2 separate regions of the Mus musculus genome follow, and region 2 is linked to region 1. The links are chromatin contacts, called in public ChIA-PET maps. All regions are on one chromosome and are shown on one strand. Each heading gives the region's core, a stretch centred on a gene start, on an enhancer-like site or on the middle of the called end of the contact. The rest is flanking DNA. Distances are from core to core; before and after follow the strand shown.

Evidence for each region. ChIA-PET counts read pairs in DNA pulled down with a chosen protein or histone mark.
Region 2: an RNA polymerase II ChIA-PET map of memory CD8 T cells shows a contact between it and region 1, with 22 read pairs. The contact joins the enhancer-like site here to the promoter of Leng8 in region 1. A contact is called at or near these places in 1 of 39 promoter capture datasets (liver), 1 of 15 datasets of contacts at CTCF or cohesin (embryonic stem cells), 1 of 484 Hi-C or Micro-C datasets (CD4 T cells) and 2 of 115 datasets of contacts at active chromatin or transcription factors (double positive thymocytes and memory CD8 T cells).

What each region holds. Positions count from the first base shown.
Region 1 is chr7:4,134,201-4,139,411 of GRCm38.p6, reverse strand. Leng8 (leukocyte receptor cluster (LRC) member 8) reads right to left here and starts at 1,932. Exons shown (of 16, transcript NM_001374609.1): 1 at 1,793-1,932; 2 at 624-716. The coding sequence starts at 661. It overlaps D030047H15Rik (RIKEN cDNA D030047H15 gene), which reads left to right and starts at 2,486. Exons shown (of 3, transcript NR_033548.1): 1 at 2,486-2,851. It overlaps Ttyh1 (tweety family member 1), which reads right to left. Exons shown (of 14, transcript NM_021324.6): 14 at 4,005-5,211.
Region 2 is chr7:4,945,577-4,951,136 of GRCm38.p6, reverse strand. No RefSeq gene overlaps it. Among named protein-coding and RNA genes, the nearest start is that of Sbk2, 16 kb to the left of the region's middle. Within about 2 kb of position 2,571, at least 29 of the 459 cell types and tissues checked have an H3K27ac peak or open chromatin away from gene starts, as enhancers often do.

The DNA.
Region 1 (5,211 bases), core at 683-3,182:
AACGAAGCACAGTTATGGTCTCCCCTATCTATACACAGGTAGACAAAGTTGGGGAAAAGTAAACCCAAGGCTTGCATTCTAGAGCTAAACTCCCTACTCACCACAGCCCAAGCTGAAGGTGGCACATAGCATGTGCCAAGCAAACAGAAAGCTAACCAGTATGTACATAATTCTATACATGACCTACGACTTTAGGAGAACTCAGGTTTTTTACAAGCCAGTGAATTCTGACATGGCCAACAATGAAAAAAAAATTTAAAAAAAGAAAAGGGAAGGATCAGAAAGATATTAAGAGGGGGCTGGAGAGGTGGCTCAGTGCTTAAGAACATTTAGCAGTCTTGCAGATATCACTAAGCTCTGTTCCCAGCACCCATGTCGGATGGCTCAGAGCCACCTCTAACTCCAGCTCCAAGGGATCTGAGGCTTCTTCTGACCTTGACGAACATGGGTGACACACACTCACTCACACCCACATAAGCTCACATACATTAAAGGAAAGCTCAAAGGGGAAGCTTGCCCCTCCATCCTAGCCCCCACAATGAGCATTTTTCCCCCAAGCTGTGCAAGGACCCGTTGTGTCTTGTTCCTCTTGCAATGGGCTGTGTTCCCTTAGCCCTACTAACCAGTCTGCAGCACGCTGATCACCCACGTTGGCCGCCATCTGGACCTTGGGGTGTAGGGAATAGACCTCGGGAGCCAGGCTGCTTTTTAAATGTCTATAAGAAAAGAGATCAATTAGCCCCAAGAGAAGATAGGCTAGAAAGAGAGGGTATCTCATAGAAGGGAACACTGGCAAAGAATGGAAAGGAAAGCAAGTGTGGTGGCTCATGACCATAATGCCAGCAATCTTTTGGGAGTTCCAATACCCATCTGGGCTACAAGTTACAGTCCTGTCTCAAAAACAAACAGCTTAAAGAATCAGAATCAGTTCCTAGTGTGGAGTGAAGAGACCTGAGCATGAAAGGAAACACCTCCCTTGGAGGCCGAGACTAGCCTGTAGGATATGAAAATGAAAGACAAAGAAGCTGAGACTTGCATTACGAGTGTGGCTGTGAGGGAGACCTGACTCAAGTGGTGGATGCAGAAACCTCAGTCCTGGATAGGAAATCTAAAGATACTTCTACTACAGCAAGAGGAAGGCTCTCCAGTGACTGAAGTACTAGCTACAAAGAAGTTTGGGGAGAGGGAAGCCTTTGGGGATACTCTGAGGAGGAAGGAATTGAGACTGGGAGAACACTGGAGAATAGAGCAAAGTTTTCAAAGAAAAAGGTAAAGTATGGATATCCCGCTGAGCAGCCAGGTGAAGGTGCAGGAGACTCCTTCCTGTGAAGTCACTGCCTGGCAGCACCTACCAGACTCAGATCAATTACAGTCTCCAGACTTGTATGGGATGTTCCTAGGAGTGGGAGTTGGTTTGGGAGCAAACAAGTGGCAATTACTCAAGTAAGGTGTCTGCAGATAACAGAGGCCCACAACATTCTTAAACTATTAGGGGTGGGGTGGATAGTACCATAAGAAATAGGATGGGTTGAGCACCGTGCCAACAGGGCTGGAGCGGTCCAAACAACAGGATTTACAGAAAAGAAGCCTATTGGAGAAACTGAAACCCTTATAGGAAGCCTAAGGGGCACTGACAGGTCTCAAAGGCCTTTAAAAAACCCAATCCGTTGGGTGGTATCAAGGGGTCCTAACTAGGGATGCACAAAAGAGAGCCTCGTGTTCGTAACTGGTATTAGGAGTAAGGGGTCTGATTTACAGACGAGAACAACACGGACTGTAAGCTCAGAAGCACCTGGCTGTCCCGCAGGCATGGAGTCCACGACGCTAGGTGGAGGTTGAGGCCGCCCTGAACACAAGCGACCTCCCTTGTCCCCCGCGACCAGCCACCGGCCGGGCCGCGCTTGCGCACCACGCTGCGAGGGTGGCCTCTCTGGGTTGCCCTAGGCAACAGGAAGGCCAGCGTAACAGCGGGTCAATGGAGCCCGCAAGGGGTGCGTCTAGGGCACTAGGGACCGCAGGGTTCCCAGGGCCAGTAGCAGAGCGGACGCGGACGCGCACGCGCACGTAGGGGAGCCGCCCCCTCCCCCCCCCAGCGTACACCCGGCGCGCATGCGCAGAGGCGCTCCGGCGGCCACACCCTTCAAAGACGCAGGGCGCGGCGTCGGTTGGCCTTACCAAACAGGCCAGGGCTCGCGGAGCGCGGAGCCCGAAGGCGTCCCTGTGCTCGCCCGCCAGGCCTCCCACTACTACCCACACTCACTAGGACCGCTCGCTCCCGGGACTCGTTACCGGCGGTCCAAGGCAGCTTCAAGACAACCAAGACAGCGCTCAGTCACCGGCTGGCTCTAGTCTGGGGCTCGAACGTCCTGACCGTGGCGTGATGACGTTACCCGGACGTCTGTCCCCGCCCTGTGTCGCGCACAGCCAATAGACGTCACCGCTCGGCTTGAACCGCCCACCACACGTCTCGCGAACGCAGTCGCGTGTTGGCGTTTGTCAGCAAGCCGGAAGCTGGCCCTAGACGGTGGCCCCGTGGGGACAAGTACCTCCCAGCCTCTCGTGCGCGCTCACAACAGCTTAGTTTTGACTCAGCAGTCAATAGTCTCTCAGATGTAACGCATAGGGACAGGAGTTGTGAGGCTGCGCACTGCGCTAGGACGATTTAAAATAAATGAATATATAAGCGGGTGGAGGGAAATGGGATAAGGTGAATCCTCCCTTGGAAGGTTTATTTAGTGAGTAAAATTGGAAAGGCGCACCTGGCGTAGGGAACAGCGAGTGCGAACCAAAGGAAGCGGGAAACGCGTCGCTTGAGGAATGGGAGTAGCCACTGGACTGTGACGCTGGAAAGGTACCTTGTAGGGTGTTGGGATGGTGAGATCTGCTCGGAGTGGCAGCTAGCAGAACTGTATCTTTTAGGATCAGGATGGCCCTGGAACTCAGAAACCCGCCTCCCTCTTAATGGGATTAAGGTGTGGGCCGCCACTTAAAGCTCACTGTTTACAGTAGGAGTGATTGAATTATGCAGCCCAACTTGGGATCTCCCGTTAAAATAATTGATAAGACTACCTTCTTATCAATTATTGTTCATCAATTGACCAGTTTCCAGTCTCACATTGTACAAGCAACTTTTGGTAATTAAACAACACTTGGATAACTCTGTATCATTTGCTAGTGTTAGCTTGGTAGGTTTCTTCCCATCTCTTTTTTATAATGAACTTTTATTTTAGAATAAATTTTAAGTTTACAGAAATTACAAAAGTAATACAGGAATTGGGCACACTATGCCCAGTTTCCCCTATTGCTAGATTCCACACCTCAAATTCATTTGTTAAAAGTAAGAAATTGACATTGCTCTAATATTCTGAACTAAGCCGCAGATGTGGGCGCTTTTTCTCACTAATGTTTCCGGTGCGCCATAGCGTAACCCAGAGCATCATGTTGCATTTGTCTTGCTTTTTTACCCATCCTGTCAAGAGCTGTTTATTGGGTTTATGATGCCCATTTGCTTTACCACACAACTGAGGTTCAAAAAAACAAAACAAAAAGCCAAACCAAACTAAACCAAACCAAAACAACAACAACAACAACAAAAAAAAAAAAAAAAAAACTGGGCAGTGGTGGCCCACGCCTTTAATCCCAGCACTTGGGAGGAAGAGGCAGGTGGGTTTCTGAGTTCGAGGCCAGCCTTGTCTACAGAGTGAGTTCCAGGACAGCCAGGGCTACACAGAGAAACCCTGTCTTGAAAAACCAAAAAAAGAGGTTCAGTGAGTCAAATAACTTGCTTACATTAACACTGAGGTGCCAGGACTAGGACCCATAGGAATCCAAACCAGCATTGTGCAAGAACCAGGGATACCCCTGGTGCTTCTGTAGTCACTTGAGGACCCTGCTCTGCCATCTCCCCTACAGAGCTGCTGGTCTTTGGGAAGAGTCCCACTGTGGCAGATTAGTTTTGTCTCCAGCGTTTAACTGAGCCAGGGGTTGCTTGTTTATTTCTTTCTGGAAGCTGGTCCCTCAAAGGATTACCAGGATAAGAGATGCAGTTTTTATCCTCTCACATGTAAGCATATTTATGTTTGTTTATTTGTTTTGTTTATTATTATTTTCACATAGCTGGTGATTCACAGTCTCTGGGCAGCATATTTAGAGAACCTGTTCCCTGGGCCTCCAGACCAGCACCAGCCCACACTCCACTCTAAATCCCACAACAAATAGGTACTCGAAAGGGGAAAGTAGCACATTGTGTTTGCTAATCATTAGAATTTGAACACTTTAGTTGGGTGTGGTGATACACGCCGTCACACGCCGTTAATCTCCTCACTAGGGAGGCAGAGGCTGAGGCAGGCTCTTCTCTGTGAGTTCAAGGCCAGCCTGGTCTACAAAGAGAGTTCCAGGACAGCCCAGGGCTGTTTCACAGAGAAACCCTGTCTCCAAAACAACAACAACAAAGACAAAAAAGACAATTTTATCCATTTGTTTTGGGGTTTTTGTTTTTCTCAGTTACTTATTATTAAATTGAGGTCTTTTTTGTTAGATAATAGAAGCTTTTTGAATTATGTTTATGTATTAACCACGTTTTTCTTTGCCATGTATGCTATTTGTTTTTTAAACAAATGAGAACTACATACATATTGTTCCCCAGACAATAAATTTCCCTTTTGACTCTGCCATGTTTGTTTTTACTTGATAACTTATTGAGTGCCTCATCTTTTCCTGCCTGGATTTATAATATCTTCCTTAAACCTTCCCCCTTCATATCACCCTGGTGGCACTACAAGCAAATATTCTACTTTCTCTTCGAAGACTTCTGTCCCTATTCTGATACAAGCGTTGGTTTTCTGGAGTCTTGTGCTGGGTGTGAGCTGCTAGGAAGCAAGTTGATTCCACGCCTTTCCTAAACCCAGCAGGCTTTGTACATTCCACGGGACTGGAAGCTTGACTGTTCCTGTGGCTGCACGCCTGTTTAGATTTAGTGCTAGGCTTATTCTCTTCCGGTATCTGCTTCTTCCCCCTTGTCAGGATTCACATGTTACTTATAGAAGCAATGCAGTGCTGAGCCTGGACAAGAGGAGAGTTGCCTTTCAACCACCAGAGGAGGAGTGTCCCTAGCCCAGTCAGGACTTCCTTCTCTCAGTAGTTGGGGTGGATAAGAAGGACCTAGCTGCTTGTAAAATAAAGCCTTCCCTTTTATTTCAAATCAGCCCTCTT
Region 2 (5,560 bases), core at 1,322-3,821, 810 kb before region 1:
GCAGGCGTGTACGCTGGCCCAGTCCAACGGCTGGGGCGTCATGGTGTCTCATCGACCTCCACTGAGGACACTTTCATTGCCCACCTAGTGGTGGGGCTCTGCACTGGGCAGATCAAGACTGGTGCCCCTTGCCGATCTGAGTGCCTGGCCAAGTACAATCAGATCCTTAGAATCGAGGAAGAGCTGGGCAGCAAAGCCAAGTTTGCAGCAGGTCCTTCAGGAACCCCCTGGCCAAGTAAAGCGTGGACTGGAGATCCCTGGAGCCACCAGCTGCTAGGTCCTCTGTCCCTGATGTCATCCAGGCGGCTCAAGGCCAGCCCAGTGCGTTCCCCTCCCACATCACTGCTTCCTTAGACATCCACACCCGACTACCAGGAGCCCTGCTGGAGAACCCAGCTTTGTAATCATGTGATTGGTCTGAATCATTGTTTCTGTCACCTGACTTCCCAGCTAATGTCTGGAACCCTCAGAACTGCACTGTAATCTCTAGGCCGAAGGTCAAGACTCCCCCAGAGGTTTATGTGCAAAAACATAAGCCGCAGAAGCCCTCCCAAACAAAACCAAAAACAGGTAAACCAGGTGGTGGCAGGGCACGCCTTTAATCCTAGCACTCGAGAGGCAGAGGCAGATAGATCTGAGTTCAAGGCCAGCCTGATCTACAGAATGATCCAGGACAGCTAGGGCTACACAGAGAAACCTTGTGTGTCGGGGTGGGGGAGGGAGGAGAATCAGGTGGATTTTTGCAGTGGACCTGAGTTTAACAGAGAAACCCAACTGGTATAAGTGCTGAGAACAAGGGTCTGAGTGTTCAACCCTCAGCTGGACATCTAAATCACCCTGTCCAACTTGAAGGAAGAAAAGATGGTGAGAATGGGAGAGTGGGGAGGAGTGTTTTGAGACACTGCTTTCCGGATATTCTAGACATGACCTGGCCACTGGTTATCTGCACCAGGCTGGGCCCGTAGTGGGCCCCCACCCTATCCCTCTGAATGGTTCCTAGTAGTTAATTGTTGAGAGGAGTAAAGGGGAAGTCATTTTCTTCAGCGTTGCAAGCAGCCACAATTAAACTCAGTGAGAACATTAAAAGCAAACGTGAAAATAAGAAAACCAGCTGGGAAGAAAGGCTCCGTCAGGAGGGGAGGGGCATGAAGGAGGAAAACGGAATGAAAATGACCAAGATCCATTATATACAGGGATGAAACTCAGTTTTGTTTTTGTTTTTAAAAAGTGGAAAACGATTGAAGAAGGCAGCAGGCATGGACTGCCAGCTTCCACGCATACATGAGTGTCCTCACGTCTATGCACACACATACAAAGGCCGCACACGCGTGCACACACATGGTCACAGCAGTGTTACCAGAGAGTGGAGACAACTCAAACATCTGACGAACCAATGCATGAACCCCGTGTGGCTCATCTGTGCATGGGAGGCTGCCAGGCCCGGTAGAGGAATGGACGGGGCACACACCCTCCCGAGGGTCACAGAAGCAGCTACAGGGGACCACAGGTGGCAACTGCAGCCACAGGAAATGTCTAGAACAGACGACGGCCTGTAGTAAGTCAGAAAGGAGCTGCTGAGGTAGCAGCTGAGGTCCTGAGGCTAAGACTGCTAAGAGCCATGGATTTCCACTTGTGGGGGTGGTGTGGGCAGAACACAGTCTTAGGTTAGATCACGATGAATACGACAGTTATCTTAATGTGCTCACGGCCAGGTGGCTGGAGAAGCGGCTCAGCAGTTAAGAACATTTGCTGACCTTGCAGAGGACCCGGGTCCAGAACCCATGTGGCAGCTCACAGCCACCGATAACTCCTGTTCCAGGGGATCTGATGCCTTCCTTCCTCAGGCTTCTGTGGGCAGCAGGCACACCCTCAGAATACAGACGCGCATGCAGGCAAAACACATACAAGCTGGGCAAGTGAGCTTCTGTGAGTTCAAGGTCAGGTTTTCTTTATCTCTCTGCCTCTCTCCCACCCCGCCCCCTCTTTGAGACAGGGTCTTACTATGTAGGCATGGGAGATCCACCTGGTGCTGGCATTAAAGGTGTATGCCACCTACTAGGAACTTAAAAAAAAAAAAAACAACAACAACTGCCCACTACCCATGCCTCTTGCAGGAAAGAAGGTCAAAACTCACAGCCAAATAGCCTAGTACAGAGAGACAAAAAGCCCAGTGGCCCTCTTCATAGGTAAGGTTTTTGTCCGTTTGTTTCTTTTTTAGGTTTTTGTTTGTTTGCTTGCTTGCTTGCTTGCTTGCTTGGTTTATTTGTTTTGAGACAGTCTTTTGTAAGCCAGGCTGACTTCAAACTTCCTATGCAGCCAAGAATGCCCTTCAACTTTTAATCTTCCTTCCTCTGTCCCCTAGGCCTGAGATTAAAGGCACACACCCACTAAACCCAATTTATGCAGTGTGGGGGATCAAACACAGGGCCTTGTGCAAGCAAGGCAAGCACTCTACCAATTGAGCCACATCCTCAGCCCCAGCTAACAAATGTTAACTACATGTGCTAAGATGTAGGGGGTTTTGACAGGTCTTAGAAGTGGCTTCCTGACCAACCTCGGAGGAGTCGACGCTGGATGTTTCGTGCCCGCAGTTCAGGGTGTGATGTTGCAATACAGACCCAGTGTTCTGAATAGGCTTCCTAGCACCGGGGTTTATCTGATCCATTCTTTAGAGTTTTCTCTGTCAATAGTCATAGCCCAGGTGGATCATGACAGATACACATCTTGCTTTATCTGACTGGAGACATTGTCTTTGCTCCTGCTTTGTGTGTGTGTGTGTGTGTGTGTGTGTGTGTGTGTGTGTGTGTGTGTGTGTGTGTGTTATATGTTTTGATGTGTATGTGTGGTGTGTTTTGATGTGTATGTGTGCATATGTGTGTGGTGTATGCTGTGATGTGTGTGTGTGTGTGTGTGTGTGTGTGTGTGTGTGTGTGTGTGTGTGTTTAGTGGAGCTCAAGTTTATAGTTTATCTACACCCATTGAGCTTGCTAGTTCTATGCAGCTACTGTTCTGGGCTTGTTGCAAGCTGGCAAGCAGACACAGAGCTCAGCTGTCCTGAGGGAGGTGTCGAGGGTCAGGGCCAGCAGCGGGTGGGGCTGGCTACCCATCCTGGCTGTGGGCCCTGGAGCCAGATGTTTGGGCTTAGCTGCTCAGCCAAACAAGGATAGGATGACTGAGTAATTAGGTACCCACTTGTTTGGGGCTAGCAGAAGGTATCCAGGGGTAAAGAGACCTTGGCTTAGAACACCCATCACACATCCACACACCTCTGGTTTGCAGAAAAGACAAAGACTGTCCCCCAAGTTGGGCTCTCTGGCAGATTCAGAGAGATGATCTGTAGCTAGGGTCCACCTGATCCCGACCAGGGATAGAGACAGCTGTCTTTCCAATCTGGGGTACTGCTCTATGACACTCTAACGAGCCAGGACAGGAAGGAGAAGGCAGCAGAAGCCCTATCCTCCCAAGTTTAGCTCTCAGTAGTTATTTAAGTCTTTGGCTTAATGAGATTTGAGGACCAGAGAGTTCCCTGCATATGCCTTTGCCTGTTGGCGGGACCAGAGTGTCCATCTATTAAGACCCCTGGGCATTATCCCATTCCCTGCCCAAATCAGTAACTGGACCCTACTGGCCTTTACAGGAGTGTAGGGGCGCCAGGCTCCATCACCTTCAGTAACCTCTGAGTCGTGATCTGGGAAGAGAAGGAGGGACTGGTTTCCTGGCCACAGTTTCAGGGGTCAGAACTGGAGTTAGAGGGGTGGAGTGTCTTCTAAGCTGGTCCTCAGTTTTCAGACCAGTAAGAAGAGGTGCAGATATAGGAAGGCACTGGTCACTAAGATGGGCGAGTCATAAAAGTCCTAATCTGGAACCCCAGGATGAGGTCAAAGAAGGGGCATGGCCATTGTTGTCCCAGGGCTGGGTTGCAGCTCTACTGTGTGGATTTGATGATGGGCTAGAGGGCCCTGAGTCCTTTCTGCAAAGCAGATTAAGACTCCTCCCTTGCAGGGCCGCAGTGATGTGGATGGGAAGTAGTTTTCAGGTGGTGCATGCCTGAAATCCCAGTCCTAAGGAGAGTACTCTCTTCTCTCTCTGTCTCTGTCTCTTTCTGTGTGTGTCTCTCTCTGTGTCTGTCTCTGTCTATCTGTCTGTCTCTGTCTCTCTCTCTTTATCTCTCTCTCTGTCTCTCTCTCTGTCTCTGTGTGTGTGTGTGTGTGTGTGTGACACACACACAGAGTTCACATGCTAGGCATAGAGAGCCATAGTTGTGTCTGGGATCACTTCTGTTTTTAAGGGTTTTTTCCATTAATTCATTTACTTTATTGGGGGTGCATATGGAGGTTAGGGAACAACTTATGAGAGTTGGTTCTCTCCTTCTATTATTTAGGTTCCAGGCACCAAACTCAGACCATCAGGGCTTACATAGCAAGTGTCTACCCACTGAGCCATCTCACTAGCCCTGGGTGCAGTCTTCATAAGTGGATCTGTACCACCTGGCATCTCTGCCTGTCCATGAACTGACTCAGTGGTAATCCTCATCCTGTGGGCTTAGTGTGATTAATATTCCCAATTTACAGAGGAGAAAACTGAGGCTCTGAGAAATGAACAAAAATTCCAGAGATATACAGGCTGCAAGACTAGACACAAGCCCAGTTGGTTCGATGTGGCCACATAATCCTATCTGAACTGGACATGAAATTCAGTTGGTAGAATGCTTGCCCAGTATACATGAAGCCTTAGGTGCAACCTTCAATGGTGCATATAACCAAGTATGATACTGTACATCTTCATTCCTAGCACTTGGGAGATGCAGACAAGAAGGTCAGAAGCTCGTGGGCATCCATGACACACTGAATGACATGCCAGATTAGGCTACATGCATGGAACCTTCTCTCAAAAGGGTCTGGAGGAGACAGATTTGGGTTGCCAATCAAGGCTGCTGCAGGGACTGGGGCACAAAACGGACAACAGATCAGTCACTCTCACCACGTACCCTGCAGAGCCTAAGCACGCTCAGAAATGTTCCCGTCCAGTCATCTCCACATGCCCATGAGACATACACTATTATTATCCCCGTTTATAGGTGGGGAACGGAGACTAAGAGGCTCAGTAGCTGGCTCAGGACTACCCCTAGCAAGGACTCCACCCGGCATCCAGGCTGAGAGTGCATCTCCTCCTCTGCTGAGCTGTGGTAACAGTACCCTCCCCAGCCAGTGTTAACGGAGATGGAATGACAGCCGGCTGCAGAGCCTCTAAACCAGCGGTTCTCAACCTGAGGGTCATCTTTCACAGGGGTCACACAAGACATCCCACATATCAGATGTTTATATTATGAGTTGTACCAGTAGCAAAATGACTGCTACGAAGTACCAACAAAAATTAATTTATGGTTGGGGGTCACCACAACGTGAGAAACTGTATTAAGTGGTTGTAGCATTAGGAAGGGTGAGAATTGCTTCAAACAGAGTCTGATACGGACACACCCCATAAGTGCTTGTCCATATGACGATGTTATCCCACCTATTTGGACTCATGAACTGTGTGCTCTGTCCTTAAAGCTGGGCAC